Linked DNA regions of Pan troglodytes: region 1 is linked to region 2. Evidence: chromatin contacts called from public HiChIP or PLAC-seq data. All regions are on one chromosome and are shown on one strand. Each heading gives the region's core, a stretch centred on a gene start, on an enhancer-like site or on the middle of the called end of the contact. The rest is flanking DNA. Distances are from core to core; before and after follow the strand shown. Region 1 holds the start of SPATS2 (spermatogenesis associated serine rich 2). Region 2 holds the start of MCRS1 (microspherule protein 1).

The links. HiChIP or PLAC-seq counts read pairs in DNA pulled down with a chosen protein or histone mark.
Region 1: an H3K4me3 HiChIP or PLAC-seq map of stem cell-derived excitatory neurons shows a contact between it and region 2, with 4 times the contacts expected there. The contact joins the promoter of SPATS2 here to the promoter of MCRS1 in region 2. A contact is called at or near these places in 2 of 7 Hi-C or Micro-C datasets (blood and stem cell-derived neural progenitor cells) and 1 of 1 datasets of contacts at active chromatin or transcription factors (stem cell-derived excitatory neurons).

What each region holds. Positions count from the first base shown.
Region 1 is chr10:46,499,251-46,502,579 of NHGRI_mPanTro3-v2.0_pri, reverse strand. It overlaps SPATS2 (spermatogenesis associated serine rich 2), which reads left to right and starts at 1,392. Exons shown (of 14, transcript XM_016923475.4): 1 at 1,392-1,786.
Region 2 is chr10:46,297,765-46,301,341 of NHGRI_mPanTro3-v2.0_pri, reverse strand. MCRS1 (microspherule protein 1) reads right to left here and starts at 2,191. Exons shown (of 15, transcript XM_009425469.3): 1 at 1,635-2,191; 2 at 292-411. The coding sequence starts at 301. It also overlaps a transcript of PRPF40B not described here.

The DNA of each region.
Region 1 (3,329 bases), core at 143-2,642, 200 kb before region 2:
CTGTGATTGCAATAACATACGTGGAAACCAAAATGACATGTGCCTGTGGTGTCTAGCTATACACTGACACACACTCTCCAGCTTGTTGGTGCCTTTTCAGAGCCCCTTTGCTTGGCCTCAAAAGGTAAGATGAGGACAAATTCTAATATATATATATATATTTTTTGAGATGGAGGGTGGAGTGCAGTGGTGCAATCCCGGCTCACTGCAACCTCCGACTCCTGGGTTCAGGTTATTCTCCTGCCTCAGCCTCCCGAGTAGCTGAGATTACAGGCGTGTGCCACCACATCCGGCTAATTTTTGTATTTTTAGTAGAGACGGGGTTTCACTATGTTAGCCAGGCTGGTCTCGAACTCCTGACCTCAAGTGATCCGCCCGCCTCGGCCTCTCAGAAGTGCTGGGATTACAGACGTGAGCCACCGCGCCCGGCCCCAGATTCTAATAAATATTTTCAATGCTGACTGTCTAAATCCCTCTGGCCCCTCTTAATAGACCCCTGACCAGTCGACAGTGAGGTAAGTGCTTTATGCATGCAGAAAGGGTGCACAAATACTAGTTAGTTCCAGCACCAGGGAGGTTGGGAGTCTGGCGTCGAAGAGAGTATTTAACAGAAAAGATTCGAAGGGCGGCGGGACCGACCACCGCCGCGTAGAGGGGCTATGCTGACAGCTGGGTAGATCAGAAACCCGACTGACGAGGAACTGACTTGGGGAGCGTGCCGGGCGGACATCGCCAGGGCAGAGAACCCCCATCAGCTCCCGAGGTCATTCTTCCCGCGCCCCCACCGGCCTCTGCGCTCTCTCAGGAGGCAGAGCGACCGCGCGGTCCGGAGGCCCCAGCGTTTCCCGTCGTTGGCGACTCTGAAATTGCCTTTTGGAACAAAACTTGGGTCGGGAAGGAGGCGAAGGGGAAAGCGGTGTGAAGTCCTCGGTACGGAAGAGTGAGCGGCGCTGTACCCGGCGGCCAGAGAAAAAGCTTCCCAACCCGGACATTGAGCAAAAGCCCCGCGCTCGACTCCCCTAGCGGCGCCCGCGTTCGGCCACCTCCGGGGGAGTTTCGGCTCTTTCCGTCAGTTCAGCTCGGGCCCTCCGTTCCCGGCGCGCGCCGGGTCCCTACCCGATGCCGCCGGGTACGAGCTGTGCTGCACGCGGACGCGAGCTCGAGTCCCACCCGTTTTCCCCTTCCATCTACTTTGTCCCCAACCCGCTCCCCGAGTCTCTTCCTTTCCCCGGTAATTCCCAGTCTCCGGTGGCGCGCGAGCCTGCGGACGGTGCGAGACGCGAGGGACCGGGCCCCGAGAAGAGCGGTAACCCGACTGGTCGGAGCCCGCCTCTCGCCGCCCCGCGCCTCTCCCCGATCTTCTCGGTCTCCGGTGCGCGGGCCGTCTCGCCGCTCGAGCCGCGCTCGCGCACCCGTTGGCTGCCACAGCCTCGAGCTTGGCGCGCCGGCGCGAGTACGCGCCCTGAGCTCTGGCTGGCTGGCTGGCGCGCACGCGCCCGAGAGGGCTCCGGGGCGGGGCGAGCCGCTGCCGGGGCGAGGGTCGGGGTGATCTGCTGGAGCTCCGGCCGGATCCTGCAGTCCGGCCCAGGAGAGAAGTGGGGAGGCGGCGGTGGGGGCGGGGCGGCGTCCGGCTCTGAGAGAGCTGGGGGAGGAGCGCGGCGGCGACGGCGGCGGTGGCTCTAGAAGGGGAGGCGGAGGATCTCCTTTCCTCTTCTCAGACCCGGGAGCGTCCGGGACGCGGAGCCCGGAGCTGGGGCGACGAGGCGATTGCGGGGGCCTGGGCTAGGTGAGGCTGAGGGTGCTGGGTGGCGGGGTTGGCGGGGGCTCAGAGGGCGCCGAGGTGCGGGGAGCGGGTTGAGGGAGGAAAAAGAGGGAGGGGGTAGTTGGGGGCGGGGGGACGGGAAGGAGGGGGATGTGAGCCCTTAGAGGCCCGAAGTGCCCAGAGGGTGGAAGGTTCCTGGGGTATGTGGGGCGGGTGAAACACCCGCGTCCGAGTTGGGGAGTTTCCAGACGGATAGGCCGGGGAAACAATGGAGTGTGGGGGGGACTCTGGCGTGAGCGTGTGTGGGGTATTGGATTTTAAGAAACAACGAGCGAGACAGAACGAAAGAATAGGATCATTTGGGATGAGAAGTACAATGAATTAGGAATGCAGTAGGGATGCGTAAGGTCACCTCCGTGGCTGTGCGAGGTCCTTAGCATTCGGGGGCAATAATGAGATTTGAAAATAAGGGAGAGAAGGGCGTTCTTGGAATTGAAGGGGGAGACGAAATGGAAAATCAGGCGAAGAGAGGCAGAGACATAAAATAGATGTGGTTAGGACTTGGATTAAAGCAGAAAGGTAGATTCAGTCAGTTTTGGACTACAGTGATATTTTTCTCATAATTCATCCAGAATGATTAGGTTCTTTTAGAAAGTGGATCTTTCTCAAGCTTGTCCCTCTGTTAAGGAGTACAAGCCGTTCTTTAAATAATTTGATTATCGCTTGTCCATTTTATTGATAAAACATGCCTGTGATATTTACTTCCCCTCTGTTTAGCAGGCTACTGTTCCTAATTTACCTATGGTTAATGAAGCAGGAGAGGACAGATCACCAAAAATATCTTGCTTTAAGTTAGGTCAGTGATAATGCAGAGTTCAGTGTTTTGGAGAGAACCAAAAGCTTGGTTGTTTGTTTTCAGTTTGACCAAAAGGTGATGGATAAAATTAAGTTACCTGTACTTTGTTAGAATTGCAATTTCTCACTGAGAAATGTTCATGTGCCATCTGCTACTGGTTTTATGTTTGTGGGAGAGAGTTGGGGTTCTGCCTTAAATTATTTCTTGATGTTAACTTCAAATACTCAGGCTGCCTCATACCTTCCAGTTTCAATTAAGGTGATTTGGGAATATTGATTATGATCTTTGCATTTCCTTAATATTTGGATTTCCAGACCAAATTTGTGATTGTATTAGATAGAAAATTGCTGATTTTGAAATTGTAATGACCATTGTGTGCTCATAAGTAGTCCATGTTAAGCCTTTTATTTGTTGGGCATTAAGTTTTGCTGACTCATCTAAGATTTATGGACATTAATCAGTTTATATTTCTCAGCTAGGTCTTGGATGGTAGCATTTAGGTTACTTTACAAAGGTTCAAAAATAATGATTTAAATTGTTACTTTTCTTAGATGTTATGAAAATTGAACAAAGCAAGAAATGAGTGCAGTGTTCTCATTAGTGACAATGTGCCTCTTTTTTTTTTTTTTTTTTTTTTTTGAGATGGAGTCTTGCTCTGTTGCCCAGGCTAGAGTGCAGTGGCGTGATCTCGGCTCACTGCAACCTCCATCT
Region 2 (3,577 bases), core at 942-3,441:
ACGTGTCATGTCGTGCAGCACATGGTGCTCAGGTCAGACTGGTGATGCCGACACGCTGGGCTCTGGGCATAACTGCTCCCTCTGCCATCAAAATGCAGCCGTGCTAAAGAGCAGCAGCTCAACAGCAAGTCAGTCAACTGTGGCTCTGCCGACAGGTACATGGGTGGTGCTGGCCCAGGGGGAGGTGGCAAGGCCTAGCCAGGACCGAAAGACACAAGTGCCAGGCACAGAGTGGAATCAGCAGATGCTTGGCGCCCGAGCATTTGGGGAGCTGTCCCGGCCTCATACTACCTTTGTCCATCCTCTTACAGTCCCAAAGCCACTGGTTCCAAACCACAGGGCTAGGAGGAACGGTCCCACAGGCTCATCCAAGGATTCTGACCAGGTGAGCTTAAAGGCTGAGAGGAGATTCTGCAAAGGAGAAATGAGGCTCCCTGAGGCTCAGATTTCCAACTGGCCAGCCTCACTTCCTTATACTGGCTCAGGTCCCCCAGGGTCCCATAAGCTAGGGAAGACATAAGGACAGGAAAGAGGCATAAGGCCCCACTCTGCCAATAATAGCCTTAGACATCAGTCTTGTGAAGGTCACTGGCACCTTTCAGAGTATGGTAACAGCTATGGACTGCAGAAAAGGGTGCAAACACATACTATTTTAGAGGGTTCATAGACCCTTTAATTCTACTGATATCTCCTAGGTTAGGCGCCTTGACTATAAACTAGCAAGAGACAAGGGATTCTTTGGCCCACATTTTTCTTTACTTCAGCTGTCCACTCAGCTCAGCAGCACCAGCCTTCCCCTCCCAGGCCAAAGCAGGAAAAAAGAAAGGGAGGCAAAACTCCAACCAGTCCATCTCGTTTTTTTTTTTTTTTGTTTTGTTTTTTGTTTTTCTTTTCCATTTGGGGTTTTTACTGAAGATTTAGTAAGTGGTATTTCCATGAGATACCATCTCGTGGAAACCAAAAACCACTGTTTGGGAACTGCGTGATTATCAACCACCCTGTGCCCCAACAACCCCTAGAGAACCCAGGTACTGGACTTTCTCGGGGCGCTCCTCTCGTGAGTCCCCACTTCTAACCAGGGTGGCTCTTAGCTCAGTGTTCTAGCCCTGTCCCCAGGTGAGCCTGTCGCTCTCCGCTCCATAGGCTACGACTAAGAATCTTGACATCTGAGGAGAGGGCGAAGGGGCCCGAGCTTGCCGGCAAACTGAGGTAGGGTCTGTGCCCCTTCCTTACCGGACCCTCCGCCCCTCGTTCTCCCAACAGTGCACACCCAAGGTAGGGGATCGGTCCAGGTCTGTCTCAAGAACTCGGGGTAGGAGCATTGATGAAGTCACCTCTGCAACTCAAAGCAGAGCACCAAGTAGCCTTGGTTTGAGACCCACAGGCTGGTGGCTGGGGAGGTGGGGGTAAACTCGCAAGCCCATTCTCACCCCAAGGTCTCCATGCCTTTGCGCATGCGTAACACTTCGAGCCAGATTCTAACCCAGTCCGGCCCACGCATGCGCAGCTTTTCGGGGCGCCACCGGGGCGGGGCCCCAAACTTGGGGGGTGGTCGTCCCCGGCGGCACTCTGCAAAACTCCATTTCACCCCCAACTCCTCTGAGAACCCTCAGAGGCGAACCGCGAGGTCTCACCATTCCTAGACTGCCAGATCCAACAATTTCTCCGCGGCGACGGTAGCAGCCGCAGGGCCAAAGCCGGCTTCCGTGAGGTACGTCTACTTCCGGTTAACGAACCAGGGGGCTGGCAATCTCTTCCGGTTCGTCTTGGCAACGTGTGTGAAGGGGGCGTGGCCATGGTACGGAAAGTGTAAATATTTTACCAATAGCGGAAAGTAAAGGCTTTCCTAGTTGGGACAGCATATAGGGAAACGTTAAGGATTATAGGCACCGGAGAGGTAACCCGGCTTGAGGGGTTGGTTAAAGGGAAAGGCGAGACTTAGGGCGAGACCGAGCGGGGCTAATTGAGGCGACGCGGGGAGGGGCGGACCGCGGACTGGATTTCGACTTCCAAATTCCCACGAGGTATAGGAGTCTGAGGGTTGCACAGGACGTTATGCATTGTTTGACTCCTCCAGAGCCTTTAGAGAAACTTCTATCAGGCCCGCCTGCTAGGCACTAGTCGGGGAGATAATGTAGCCAGGGAGATGTGGCGGACAGAAAGGGCAGAGAGGCTCTCTGAGGAGCGGATGGAGGATCGTGGGCCGCTTTACTGAGAAGGAAGAGACCCTGCGAGAAGGAGTAGTGTCGACTTGGTCCCGTCAGCCGGACCCCACCTGGACGGCTGGGGCCACTTGTGGTCGCCGGGAGGTAAGAGAGAAAACCAATGGAAGCACCTTCAGAGGAGAGTGCCTTGGAAGCAATCTTGGGATGGGAGAACGAACCTGTCGGAAAAATTGGGAATTTGGGGCTGTGAGAGATGTTCCGGAAAACTAGAAAGACTGTTCTCTAAAAGAGGAATTCTGTTTTATGCTTCCTTTGCGAGGTACTAAAGTGTAGCAGCTATAGACATACTTCAGCTCAGAATAAGAAAGATTCAGTTCCAAAGCTGTCCATCAGAGGTGTCAAGCACACATAACATGGACATTGCCAGGGAATTCAAGTGTCAAATGAGAGACTGGCCCTTTTGGCCCTGACAGTATACTATGGCCCTCTGCTTCAAGAGTACCAACCTCATTTACTGTTCTGTGGACTTGCTTAATGAGTATGTACTTATTTTAACTCCCATGAAAGAGTGTGTGTTTTATTTTTTAACAGGCACTTGATTAAATATAATTATGTAAACTTGTGAAAATATCAGAAAACCAATGAAATATTTTTTTTTTTGAGACAGAGTCCCGCTCCATAGCCCAGGCTGGAGTGCAGTGGCACAATCTCGGCTCACTGCAACCTCCGGCCCCCGGGTCTCGGTTCAGGCAATTCTCCTGCCTCAGCCTCCCGAGTAGCTAGGATTACAGGCACGTGCCACCATGCCCAGCTAAGTTTTTTTTTTTTTTTTTGTAGAGACAGGTTTTCACCATGTTGGCCAGGCTGGTCTTGAACTCCTGATCTCATGATCAGGCTGCCTCGGCCTCCCAAAGTGCTGGGATTACAGGCATGAGCCACAGCACCCGGCCTGAAATACTTTTTATAAAAAGTGATTACACAGAACATTAATAATATTAATGTTATTAAATATATATGAATTCATGATAACTATGAAAAACATACAAAGGAAAAGACAGTTGAAGGAAATGCACCAGAATGTTAACACATGTCCAAGTGGTAGTAGTAGTAATTTTTCTCTCTAATTATTTTCCAGTTTTTTAATACATGGTTTTTAAATTTTGTTTTATTTTTTTTGAGACAGAGCCTTCCTCTGTCACCCAGGCTGGAGTGCAGTGGAGCAATCTCGGCTCCTGCAACCTACATCTCCCGGGTTCAAGCGATTCTCATGCCTCAGTCTCCTGAGTAGCTGGGATTGCAGGTGTGCGCCACCATGCCTGGATAATTTTTGTGTTTTTAGTAGAGATGGGGTTTCACTATGTTGACCAGGATGGTCTCAAACTCCTGACCTCAAATGATTCACGCACCTCAGC